Linked DNA regions of Mus musculus: all the other regions are linked to region 1. The links are chromatin contacts, called in public HiChIP or PLAC-seq and promoter capture Hi-C maps. All regions are on one chromosome and are shown on one strand. The core of a region is the stretch at or near the end of the contact, and the rest is flanking DNA. Distances in the headings are between cores, read along the strand shown.

Region 1 (3,135 bases), core at 446-2,945:
TAGATTTATCTATTTTTATAAGAGTTTTTTTTTAATTGCTATTTTCAGACATACACTAGAAGACTGCATCGGATCCCATTACAGATGATTGTGAGCCACCATGTGGTAGCTGGGAATTGAACTCAGGACCTCCTCCGACAGAGCAGTCAGTGCTCTTAACCGCTGAGCCATCTCTCCAGCCCCTCTTCTCTCTTTCTATAGACAGGTCTCATTACGCAGCCTCAGCTGACCTGGAATTCACCGTATCAACCAGTCTGGTTTCACACTTACAGAGATCCACCTGCCTCTGCCTCCCTAGGGCTGGGATTAAAGGCCTGTGCCACCACAGCCCGCTCACTGCTGCATCCTGCATGGACCGCCACACGGTGTCAGACCCATCTCCCTGCCTGTAGCATTGCTGCCGTCTATCTTTAGTACAGAAGGTGGCAGAGCGATCATGCTAGGTTCTAAGTTCTCTGCACGCCACGCTTCTGATTCACCCTGGGAAGGAGGCTGAACGGGCTCACCTGACATGTGACTTAGTGAGCCACTTCCTCTTTGTCAAACAGCATTATCACTTGGCTTCCAGAACGTTCTCCTTTCCTTCACCCTCCTGCTCTTCCTCGTTCTGCTTTGCTGAACTCTTTCAGCAACCCCAGCTCTGAATCTTTAACTACCTCAGAGCCCGGCTCCACCCACTTCTCTACACAGCCCCTGCTAGGTCTCATGTCTGTAACGATCTCTGTTAGAGGCACCTTCATTTGGGTTGTTTTGGCTTTGAAAACGTTTTATTGAGACTGTGTGTGTGGTGTTTGCGTGCTTAAATGCAAACACATTCAAGATGTTTTGTTTCCTGTTTCTATGAGATAAGAGTTTCTCTGTGTAGTCCTGGCTGTCCTGGAACTCACTCTGTAGACCAGGCTGGCCACAATCCAGGTCCTACAGTGTGTATTTCTCATATTTCACGTTTTTCACTGTTTCTCGCCATATTCCAGGTCCTACCGTGTGTTTCTCTTTTTGCACGTTTTTCAGTGTTTCTCGCCATATTTCATGTCCTACCATATGAGTTTCTCTTTTCCTCGTTTCACACCATATTGCCACGCCTAATGACCCAAGTATGGGTCCTAAAATCCACGTGCGGTGGAAGCAGACAACAGGCCCCTGCAGGTTTTACTCTGACCCCCACATTTGTGCCATGACATGCGTCCCCCTCCTAAAAAAAAACCCAAAATACATAAATATAATTTTCTCATATAAATATATGTAAATATAAAGTAAATAAAATATAAATAAAAATTTAAATCTTTTAAATGAAATATACTAACTTTTATATAAATATAATAATAATTCTTTGAAATAAAATAAAGAAAAAGCATCTGACAACCTCAAAGTGTCCTTCTGATTCCAGATTCCTCATTCCTTACCACAGCCATGACTAGGCTCTTTCTCTTTCCAAACCTCAGTTTCCCTATGACGGGTCGGGGCAGTTGGCCTAAGTCATCCAGACAAGGTGTCTCTGGAAGGTCAGACTCAAGCCAATTTCAGTTTACAAACGTCACAAAAGAGAAACTACAAATGTTGAGAATCGAAACTTAACAGCACAAAAGTTGGCCCCATGCCAACCCTGTTAAGGCGGTCCAGACCGGCCAACCCCAGCCTCTGGTCCCTCGGCACACCTACCATGACAATAAATCTCCAAGGAGGGGACCCCCCCATAGAGCCATGCTCCCAAGCTTCTCTCTTCACCCCCCTTTCCGCCATTGGGTGCCAGAGGTCAGCTGGAAAGGAGCCGCCTTAAAAAAGGAGGAGGTGAGTACCGGCAGCTGGATGGGTGCTTGGCTATATAGCCCTGCGCCTGCCTGAGGTAGCTGACGGTCAGTTTGTAGCCATGGCAGTCGCCCAGGAGCTGTACGGCTTCCCGGCCTCCAAGCTGGACTCCTTTGTGGCTCAGTGGCTGCAGCCAACCAGAGAGTGGAAAGAAGAGGTCCTGGAGACCGTGCAGACAGTGGAGCAGTTCCTGAGGCAGGAGAATTTCCGTGAAGATCGTGGCCCGGCTCGGGATGTGCGCGTGCTCAAGGTACTCAAGGTAAGACTGGACTTCACCATTCCCAGCCAGGACAGGGCAAACCCCAGTGCCAGGGAGTCCCCTCGCCTCGTGATCCCTAGTTCACGCTTCTGACATCTCGAGACAGCCCCGCGAGCCTTGAGCAGAATGAACTACTAAAGAAGATAATAAAAGACCACCTCTGGAGAAAATGGTAGGGAAAGCCTGCATATTCTATCATTAAAACTTATACTCTGAGAGATAGATACCATTCTTGTCCCATTTTACAGATGAGCCTAACAAAGGCTCCACAATGTCAGAGCTACAGTGACCACATGCAATGCAAGGCCTCTAGTTGGATCCTGACATGTAATTTGTAAATAACAATTTTTGAGAGCCTGACTTGGGGGCCCATTCTTGCAACCCCAGCATGTGGGAGGTAGAGAAGCAAGAGGATGGTTGGTTCACAGCCTAGGTTACATATCACAGAACAACACACACACACACACACACATACACACACACACACACACACACACACCACAGACAGACAGAGACACAGAGAGAGTGTGAGTTTGGGGATGAGTGGTAAATGTTTAATATGACCTGCATTTTGGTAAGAAAACTGCCGTTTGTCAAGTTAAATCGCACCTACTGGGGTGGGGAACTCTCTTTAGGGGGACACATGCTATGCTGTATTGGGGCAAAGCTCCTTGCTGTCCGCTACTCACTTTAAAGTGATTGAGATGACACAAATGCGGGATCTGTGGATGTGGCTCAAGGCTAGAGTGAAAGCCTAGCATGTACAAAAGAAAGACAGTCACCGATGTGGCAAGTTTAGATGTGCTGGCTGCCTGGATGGTATCTTCTTCCTAATTTTTTCCACGTTTTAATATTTTGATAACTGAAAGACTCTTAAAATGGAGGCTGAGAGTAGCCATTGGGCTTGTTCAGAGATGTAACTGCTGACGTCAGAGCTGGGATTTGAACCCGGCTACTCAAACGGTGACCCAAGTTTCTCACTAATATTTTTTTTTCCTCCTTAAATCCTTCTTCCAACTGCCACCCCTACCCCCTAGCTGAGCTAAGGATCACAGGTTCAACAGACCCTG
Region 2 (3,135 bases), core at 362-2,861, 350 kb before region 1:
TGACCAAGGATTCAGCATGTGGTTTGTGTTCCACAGATCTCAGCGCTGATGCCCAAAACTCCACCACCATCCCCAGTCGCTCCGTGGAAAAGGCAATCGGGAAGCTTCACGTCTTAGTTTTGTCCGTAAACTGAGAACAAGTGTCAAATATCAGTGTTCTCCTCTGTAAAATGTAGGCCATAAAGCCAATCTCACAGTTTTGAAAAATTTAAGTGTAGTATGCACTTTGCTCTGTGTGTGTGTGTGTTTAGGTTGTCCCAAGGTTTGATGTTGGGTCTTGCAAACCGCACCCTTTACCATTTGGTGTCACCCCAACCTATTTTTACTATCTTTAACACACTCCTCATAGGGCCTGTTCCAAGAGTAAACGGAATAATGCATAGTACCTACCCTCAAACAGGTACTCAGTGAATAGGATTACCTGCTTTCAACCCTTTAGGTCTTCGACAAAGGGACTACAACAACCAGCATGCCTTGCCCTTCCAATCGGGACTCCTTCGCCTGTTTTAGGCTCGCAGCAAGCCGGGAGTTGTAGTCCTCTAGGAGCAGGACCCGCCTCATCCCCGCTTGGGGAAAAAGGTTGGAGAGCCGCCCTGCCGGCCTTTGAATTTTGCCGCGAAAAGCGCGCGTGGCGGCCCCCAGCCCCGCCTCGCGGAGGACGCGGCGCCGCGTCACCGTGGTAACCGCCTCTCGGCTGCAGCTGATTGGGCCGTAACGCGGGGGGCGGACCGGGGGTGAGACGCAGCGGCAGGAGCGGGCGCCCGCGCCTGTCAGTCGTGCCGGAGCGGAGCAGCGGGCAGCATTGCCGGGCCGGCAGCTCTGCGAAGAGGCTGCGCGCGCCGGCCAGGCCGGGCGAAGAGCCGGGCCCGAGGCTAGGCGAGGGTGCTGGGCAGCGCGAGGTTGCGGCTCCGGGAGCCCCGCGAACCGTCCCGGGCCACGGGCACGGGAGAGACCTGTGCGCCGACCGCTGCTGCGGCGCTCGAGCACCATACCGGGTGCACGGCTCTCCATCCCCGAGTCTGCCCTGCGCCTGCTGGATCTGCTGGTCCTCAGCGCCAAGGCCCGCGAGGCTACATCCCAGTCTCTGCCGCTCGCTGCGGCTGCCACTGCCGCTGCTCGCCGGCTTCCCCTCCCCCCACACCCGGAGCTCGGAGCAGGAGGAGGAGGGGCCGGCTCATTCTCGGCGCTGCTCTCTGCAACCTGCGGGGGCCGGTGCACGCCGGGCGAGGAGCCCGGGCCGCTGCAGGTGCGTGCAACCCTCCGAGGAGACGGACTCTCCACCTCTGAGCAAAGCCGGGAGCTGCAAGCCGAGGGCGGGAGGGCAAGCGAGAGGAAGCAACAAAGACAGGCTGCAGCTGGGGCTGGCGAGAGGGGCCGCGGCCGCCGGCCTCCCAGCGCGGACGGAGAGGGCGCCCTGGGAGAGGCGCGGGCAGAGCTGCAGCGGTGAGCCGGGCCCCGAAGGGAGGCGCAGCGCCTCCCGCCGGACGTATGGAGCACAGTCTCCTGCGAGGATGCGCCGCCTGAGCGCGCGAGCGGCCGGGGTCCCAGGCGGACGCGACGGGTACTGAGAGGGGGGAAAAAAAAACCTTTTTCCGACTTCGGACGGCGCTTCCGGACGCAGGGATCGCCCTCACCGACGGCTCCCCTTTCCATACGAAGAAAGACATCGGCCCCCTAAGGGGGCCTTTCTCCAGCAATCTTTATCACCCCTGCATGGCCGCAACCCGCAGATCGGAGCGTCGTGGCCTCTGAGATTTGGTGCCCTTCGTCCGACTGCCTGATACGGTGAGTTGCGGGGTGCAGAATTTTGGGTTTGAGCTGGGGACAGCTCCTCGCAACCTGGCAACCTGGACTGGCCCTAAAAGGGCCCTAGGTTGTTGGGTGCCCAGAGACAGCAATGCTACTTGTCCACCCTTGTCCTGCCCACACAACTTATTTGGACTGGCTGGAGTGGAGATTGTGGACCCTCGTGGGTATTCTACTGACATCGGTATTTGTCAGAGGAAAGGCACCCCACCCATGAAGCTAACAAAGGTGGTGGCCCTGTCCTCTGGAGATTCTTAGGGAATCTTGTACTTTTGTAAAGATTGATTGGGGGCAGCCAGGGTTGGCCAGCATGGAGGGGGTCTACAAAACCACCTTTGGGATCTTAAAGAGACAGAGCTCAGAGACAGGGAGTCCCAAAACTTCATGTCTGAGGATGGTGTCTTTCCAGGCAAGACATTTGTGTGTCTATTGTTACAAATAACTCACAAAGACAGCATGTTCCAATGGGCTGCATGTGACATCACTGCCCGACCTTTGATGTCACCAGAATTGTGACAACACAGCTGGCTTTGAGTGGAGCCAGAATGGCCAAGGCCGAATGCCTTGGTGTAGTAGAAGGTGAAGGCCAACTCCCTGTCCTCCCCGGCCGCAATCTTATGACCTAAATCCCCACTCGAGGTGGGGGAGGGAGGCAGGCAGTGCCAGCTGTCCCTGCCCCTGAGGACAGGTGTTCAGAACTCTGCCTATGTCTCCTGCAGTGTCTGGAGTCTCCCAGACTCCCAAACAGAGCAACCTCTTACTTTTAAGCAGGATGCTTAAAAGGAGGTCCCCATGAACCCTACCATGTACCCAGCCAGCAACTGGAGTTCCCAGGGTCCCCAGAAAAATGTGGGCTTCAGCCTTCAAACAGGCTTCTCTTGAAAAGGTGAATGTCCTGCCTGAGCCAGAGAGAGAGGGGAGCCAGGACCTTCCTGGTGTGTGTGTGTGTGTCTGTCTGTCTGTCTGTCTGTCTGTCTGTGTAAGTTCAGGGAACTCCCCTGCTCTTCAAGGTAAGGGGCCATGGTCCAGCTGGGACTCCTGCCTTAGCTGTTCCCCTTCTGTCATTTAAGATGACTTTGACAAGCAGTGTAATAGATGCTCATTAAGCAAATACCAGGCCAGGGGGGATAGGTGGAGATGCTGAGAGCCCTCCTCTCCCCACCGAACTCTGGCAGCAGCCCTGTACAGTATGGAGCCCAGAGAGCTCCCAAGCCACAGCCTGCTTACTCTCATTTGCCCATCCCAGCAATCACTGCCAGGGCCAGATAGGGGGTAAAATAGCCACAGTCAAGTTTCTAGGGGAAAGATTGAAGACGCTGGCATTGTTGC
Region 3 (3,135 bases), core at 396-2,895, 350 kb after region 1:
GAAACTTGTCTCGAAAAACCAAAAGACTGATTGAAAAAAAAATTACTATCTCAAAAATACTGCCAACATGGTAAAAGTTTAAAAGAGATTTGTACACAGCTCTGACACAAGATGGAGAATGCTGGACTCGGGATTCTGCCATCTCCTAATCCACAGCCTAGTTTATTCTCTGCGGTGGAATAACTCCTGGCTAGACAGGTTAAACGATTAGAGTAGTGCTATCACACCTAAAAGCCTACCCGTGTGCTTTGTGCATAATCAGTAAGTAGTATTATTATATTATTATAATAATATCATTATTATTATGTTATAGTAATACTAAGAAGCCTGACTACACACATCACTCTCTCTCTCACACACACACACACACACACACACACACACACCATGAAAGCCAAGCCCATATAACCTACCGCACACAAACAGGCATAATATTTAGGCAAAAAGTTGTCAAGTACTCTAAGCGCTTAGCCCATTTACTTAATAGTGTGTATTAGCAAACTCAAGGACTGAACCTAAATGAACTGAATGCAGGGTCTGCATGCTTTACTATCACGCCGAGCAACGCCATCCCAACATGAGTCCTCTTAAACAGAGGAGCAGACCCGGTGCCAGATTTAAGTCTGAAAATCCTCGGGCCTCACCCTCTCTTATTCAAACTTGAATGCCACCCAAAGCTAATCCGACACTAGAAGAGAAAACAAAGTCAATTGTTTTAGAGCCTGGACCGACGGTGAGTCACACAAAGCCAGGTCTTGAGGCCTTCTGTGAGGTGCTTGCCACCTGGATGACCTTAACCCTTTCCAAAATCTCAGATCCCTCATCTGCAAAATGGGGCTAAGAATAGCGCCTACTTCAGCCAGCTGTTTTGAATATGAATGCAAGGGCCCAAATTAACCACGCAGCGCAGATCGGCTTAACCGTAAATACTGGATGTCAGTGCAAGCGGAAGGTGGGTCGTTTGTCCCTCCTCCCCCAAGTGACCCGGCAGACCCGCCGGCTCTTACCACTCTTGGGTTTAGACTCGCCGGCCGGCCCCGCCGAGGCGGAGCGGGGCGGCTGTTGCCCTTTGCTGCTGCCCGAGGAGGCGGAGGAGCTGTTGGAGCCGCTGTTCTTGTCCATGTCGGAGGCGGTGGCGGCGGCGCTGGGGGAGCTCTGCGGCATCAAAGGGGGCCTCGGCGGCGACGGCGGTCGGAGCGGAGCGGGCGCGGCGGGGACCCAGGCTCATGGCGTTCAGGGCCGGCGGGGGTCGGCGGCGGCAGCGGTTCTCGGCCTTCATGGCGACATTTTTCCTTGTTTCCTTCCTCAGCTTCTCAAAATGGAAGGAGAAGCGGCAAGGTGGGGTTGTGGGGCCCAGAGGCGGCGGTGACCGAAGAGGAGGACGAGGACGAGGAGGAGGAGGAGGAGGAGGCCGGGGCTCGGAGGTCCGGGCCGGGCCTGGCGGGGCAGAGGCTGCGGGGGAAAGGGAGGCGCGGGAGGGTCGCGAGCCCCGCCGGCCGGCCGGACACGCTCTCCCGCCGCGGGGCAGGAGAGAGGGCTGGCTGTCTCGGTGCCGGGGACCGGGGTCTCCGACACAGCGACCGACACTCGCCTCTGGGCCGAGGCCGAGCTGCTCCGGGAATGGCGACGAGTCGCCAAACAGCATCTCCAAGAACCCGGATGGACTATTTATATAGTTGCCAGGCGGGCGTGGTGCATTCTGGGAAGTGTAGTCTTTTACCTACATCCGGGTCCTAGGGGAGGGACCGCTTGTGCCTGCCAATGCTTTTTTTCTCTCTTCCCTGTTCGAGGTTTCTTTTCCTTCCCGCCTCCCTAGCGGGTTCCTTCTTTTTGAGACAATGTTTCATTTTGTAGTCCTAACGGGACCTGAACTCTTTGTGTGCAACAGTCTGGCTTCCAATTCACAGATATTCCTCGCCAGTGCTTGGATTTTTTTCTTTTTTTAAAAAAAAGATGTGTGGGTGTCTGGCCTCCTACAATACCAAGCAAACACGTGGTATACAGACATACTCATATAGACAAAACACCCATACACAAAATTTTTTAGAAAACCAAGTGGAGTGTGATGGCCCACCTGCAATTCCGGTGCACCGGAGACAAGAGATCTGGAAATTCCCAGAACAAACTGGCTAGCCAGACTAGCTCAAATGGTGAGTCTACCTAGCCATTCTGTGAAGAATGTGGAGAGTCTTGGAGGAAAACACTCAATGGCAGCCTCAGAACTCCATGTACACCTGTGCATACGTGTAAGATTTTTCATACACGTATGCATGCCACATTCATATATAAAGATCGGTAAGAAGCAACATTCGAAACACCAACAAAGAGAAACAACATAGTACAGTTAAGTAAGGAGATGCTAATCAAACACGTTTCAATAGAAAAGCATCCCAGCTTGAGAGGGATAAAAGAGGACTTCTTAGAAATGCTGTGTCATGTGACACACACAGGACGAATGGAATTTGGGGGGGGGGGGCTGTTAGGGATCAAATCCAGAGCTCCATGCTCACAATCTAGTTTTCTACCTCTAAGCTACTACCTCATCTAGCCGATGAGTGGAATTTTAGCAATCGTGTATGTAGGAGAACTAGAGTGGCTCATGCCTGTATCACTAATACTCAAGAAGCAGAGACAGAAGACGGATGCCAGTGGTGCACATCTTTAATCTCAGCACTCAGGAGGCAGATGCAGGTGGATCTCTGAGTTCAAGGCCAGCCTGGTCTACAGAGCAAGTTTCAGGTCAGCTGGGGCTACACAGAAAAACCTTGTCTCAAAAAAATAAATAAATAAACAGAGACAGGAAGTGCAGAGTGTAAGGCTAGCATGTGCTACATAGTGAGACCATGTTCCTTATAAGAGAGAAAAAGAATAAAAGCAGACAGTGTAGTGTAGTCACAGGGCCCTTGCATGGGCAAAGTTCTGATTTGATCCTCAGTATCATAAATGGGAAAGGAACAAGAATGTGCGGGCCAAGCCAGGCAGTGGTGGCGCACACCTTTAATCCCAGCACTTGGGAGGCAGAGGCAGGGCAAAAAAGAAAGAAAAGAAAAGAAAAAAAGAAAGAAAGAAAAATGAAAAAAGCAGGAGTCAGACTCTTATTTGGTTCCTTATTATCATATAGTATATGAGATATTA
Region 4 (3,135 bases), core at 196-2,695, 270 kb after region 1:
GAATCCTTGCGGGCAAAGGCGTGCGAGGGACAAAAATGAGTCACCAATGACCTCTTAGTGGCCTTCCTAACCCTAAAAGGCACACCAACCCAGGCTTGGATTTTCTGGGTCTTATCCCACAATTGCCTAACTGCCATTCAGATAGCATCCCTGGAATACCATCTTCCTTGAAAACACTCTCAAGTTCTAGATGGAGCCGTAGCTCTGGACAGACCCTTCATGCCTGTCCAGACATCTCTTCTCCTCCCCATTTTTCCAATCCCCTAACTTTCCCAGACCTTTGAGGACACTCTAAGTCACGGCTAGTATAAATCATCCACAAGCAACTCGCTGTACTCCCAGGCCCTCCCCCTTTGCCGCTCAGACTCCAAGCCCTTCGCTCCTCTGGGTCGCCAGAGGCCAGAGAGAGGAGAAGGTTGGCGCCGCCTGCTCCAAGCGCTGCTCACGACCCTGGAAAATCTCCCGGAGGATTGCGGAGGTCGCTCTTGCAGGTGCGAGGCAGGCTCAGCTGAGCGGCGCCCAGGAAGAGGCCCGAAGTGTGGACAGCGCACAGGGTGCTGAATCAGACACGGGGGTGGCGGAGCGCCAGGGCCGCGGGAGGACAGGATGAGCCAAGGTGCACCCCGACTGGGCAGAGCGAGCAGAACCGGGGACGCGCCGCCGCCGTAGGGTCCCGAGCGCCGGTGCCCGGAGCGCGGGCGAGGGGCGCGGCCCTTACCTGGCCGAAGGCGGAGCTGAGCATGGGGCGCAGCCGGTGGAGGAACGGGTCCGCCTCGGGGGTGCCAGCAGGAGCCGGGTCCCCGCGACCCCGCGATCGCAGGGAGCCCCGTAGACCGAGCGCTGGCGCCAGCCCCCGTTCCTCCCCATCGCGCCCGCGGGCCGGCGGTAGCGTCTCCCGGGGCCTGCAGTGCGCCTGGGGCAGCCCACGCCGGCTCCCGCGCGCGCCCTCGTCCCGCGGCACGGGCCGGCACAGGGGCCTCCGCGAGCTGGGGTCCCCGCACGGTGGAGGCGAGCCGGGGCAGGGACCGGGCAGCCGGCGGCCACGCAGCCCGGGGTCCCGCGCAGAGCTGTGGCGGGGAGCCCGGCTGCCCCCGCTCGCCGCCGCCGCCTTGAGCAGCGACGTCTTGGACTCGCTCTTGGCAATGTGCGAGCTCATCGCGGCGGGGCCCGCGCTCGCATGGCCCGGCGGGGGTGGTGCGGGGCCCCCGGAGGGCAGAGAGCGGGGCGCCCGGCGGGAGCCAAGCCCGAGGACGCGCTGCAGGCGGGCGCCGTCCCCTGGCCGCTTAAATGCGGCCCCGTCGCCGCCGCCCATGTGACAGCGCAGCCTCTGCGCCTGGAGCCTCGAGCTCCCGGCGGCCGGCGCTGCAGATCTGGGGGGGCAGCTGGTTGTCCCCCGAGAGCCCACCCCCGGCTCTCCCGCGGCCCAGGTGCCGCCGCGCCCCGCCCCTCGCCCCGCCCAGCGCTCGGGGAGTCCCGCTTCCGGGCGCCTCTGGTGGCCAAGGGGGCGCTGCGGCACTGAATGTGAGCACGAGGGAAGGGGCTGGCTAACCTCCCCCAAGGAGACTGGCGGAGCCCCTTATCACGCCCAGAGGATCCCTCCATGCCCAGGATCGGCCGGTCGCCCCCCCCTCACCCCAAAGTCAAGCAAGGGTGCACTTTCCAGAGAGAACAACTTTGGCAATAGGACCAAAGGGGTGCAGGACGCTAGAGACTCAGCTAGGATGCAGGCACTCTGTGACACCATCCAGACAAACGCAGGAGCCAGATGACCTGGAAGGATAAAGCTAGGAGTGTATCCATGCCTCGTCCATCCACCTTCCATAGAGTACACCGGACTAGGATTGCCCCGAGCAAGTCAGCCACGGAATTTACAGTTGACACAACAGAAGAGGAGCCAGGTGGCATCTGGCTGCAGCTACCTGTCCCGGAAGTGCCTGGTGGTGGTCAAGTTCCAGGTAGGACACGTTGGCTATGCTTGTTTCTCCATCGAACCACCTCCTGCCCTTCTAGTTGTTAGAGAGAGGACTCCTGCCCTTGGTAAGCATCCAGGAAGTCACACTGTGCTGGTTTCAATCTCAAATCCCAGCTCTGCAGCTTGCCATCTGGGAAGCTTGGGCAAGTGTCATCAGCCTCCCTGAGCCGGTTTCCCCTCTTCAGTGAAATGCAAATGATTCTTCCCAAACTGATTTCGTGGCGACACAAGATTTCCTGGTGCTCAAGAAAGACTCCAGCAGGAGGGAGCTGGCACAGGGCACACACTCATTTAGCAGCTTCTCTCCAGTCTGCACCTCCTGAGGCCCCCTTGTACCAAGGTGCTTAGTAGTAGGGACGTTAAGATTTGGAGGCGAGGGCCTCCCTGTTCTCTGCCCATCCTCTGTCCCTTACAACCTGCTCACTGCTTAGCCTCATTAGGATAGATGGGCAGACTCCCAATATCACGGGGCTTCGAGGAGGACCCTCTTTTTTGCATGGTGTATTTCTACCTATGCATGTGCAAAAAAAGAAAGATCTGGACGTGGTGGCATGGGCCTGCAATTCCAGCATGTGGTAGGTGGAGGAACCAGAATTGCTATAAACTTGAGGCTTCAGAGTAAGACTCTGTTTAACTATTCTAACTCGTGTGTGTGTGTGTGTGTGTGTGTGTGTGTGTGTGTGTTTTGGGGGGGGGATCTGGGTGTGGTGGCACATGTCTGAAATCCCTTGGGAGAAGCAAACAGGAGGGTTAGAATAACGAGTTCCAGGCCAGGCTGGGCTACATGAGACCCTGTCATATAAATAAATAAAGCTGGGCAGTAACGGTGCACACCTTTAATCCCAGCACTTGGGAGGCAGAGACAGGCGGATTTCTGAGTTCCAGGACAGCCAGAGCTATACAGAGAAATTCTGTCTCAAAAAACCAAACCCAAAATAAAAGAGTGTTTGCTTTGGGCTGAAGAGATAGCTCAGCCATTAAGAGCACTGACTGCTCTTCTGAAGGTCCTGAGTTCAAATCCCAGCAACCACATGATGGCTCACAACGATCCATAACAAGATCAGATGCCCTCTCTCTTCTGGTGTGTCTGAAAACAGCTACAGTGTACTCATAATAGATAGATAGATAGATAGATAGATAGATAGATAGATAGATAGATGTAA

What was found. Promoter capture Hi-C pulls out the DNA fragments that hold promoters and counts their contacts. HiChIP or PLAC-seq counts read pairs in DNA pulled down with a chosen protein or histone mark.
Region 2: a contact with region 1 is called in an HNF4G HiChIP or PLAC-seq map of pancreatic cancer cells. The contact joins the promoter of Fam222a here to the promoter of Oasl1 in region 1. A contact is called at or near these places in 1 of 39 promoter capture datasets (the SN4741 cell line) and 1 of 115 datasets of contacts at active chromatin or transcription factors (pancreatic cancer cells).
Region 3: a promoter capture Hi-C map of liver shows a contact between it and region 1, with 2.7 times the contacts expected there. The contact joins the promoter of Rnf10 here to the promoter of Oasl1 in region 1. A contact is called at or near these places in 15 of 39 promoter capture datasets (the 3T3-L1 cell line, the C10 cell line, the HPC-7 cell line and 10 more), 1 of 484 Hi-C or Micro-C datasets (CD4 T cells), 3 of 115 datasets of contacts at active chromatin or transcription factors (bone marrow-derived dendritic cells, large pre-B cells and memory CD8 T cells) and 3 of 9 other capture datasets (adipose tissue, liver and macrophages).
Region 4: a promoter capture Hi-C map of the SN4741 cell line shows a contact between it and region 1, with 3 times the contacts expected there. The contact joins the promoter of Cabp1 here to the promoter of Oasl1 in region 1. A contact is called at or near these places in 11 of 39 promoter capture datasets (the 3T3-L1 cell line, the C10 cell line, the HPC-7 cell line and 7 more), 1 of 484 Hi-C or Micro-C datasets (bone marrow-derived macrophages), 4 of 115 datasets of contacts at active chromatin or transcription factors (bone marrow-derived macrophages, embryonic stem cells, memory CD8 T cells and 1 more) and 3 of 9 other capture datasets (adipose tissue, liver and pancreatic islet).

What each region holds. Positions count from the first base shown.
Region 1 is chr5:114,921,545-114,924,679 of GRCm38.p6, forward strand. Oasl1 (2'-5' oligoadenylate synthetase-like 1) reads left to right here and starts at 1,696. Exons shown (of 6, transcript NM_001359945.1): 1 at 1,696-2,065. The coding sequence starts at 1,868. It overlaps Gm13822 (predicted gene 13822), which reads right to left and starts at 717. Exons shown (of 2, transcript NR_166682.1): 1 at 507-717.
Region 2 is chr5:114,566,640-114,569,774 of GRCm38.p6, forward strand. Fam222a (family with sequence similarity 222, member A) reads left to right here and starts at 1,612. Exons shown (of 3, transcript NM_001004180.1): 1 at 1,612-1,785.
Region 3 is chr5:115,271,250-115,274,384 of GRCm38.p6, forward strand. It overlaps Rnf10 (ring finger protein 10), which reads right to left and starts at 1,646. Exons shown (of 17, transcript NM_016698.2): 1 at 1,008-1,646. The coding sequence starts at 1,164.
Region 4 is chr5:115,192,936-115,196,070 of GRCm38.p6, forward strand. It overlaps Cabp1 (calcium binding protein 1), which reads right to left and starts at 1,446. Exons shown (of 6, transcript NM_001310712.1): 1 at 719-1,446. The coding sequence starts at 1,312. Gm35515 (a long non-coding RNA gene) reads left to right here and starts at 1,403. Exons shown (of 3, transcript XR_387599.4): 1 at 1,403-1,955.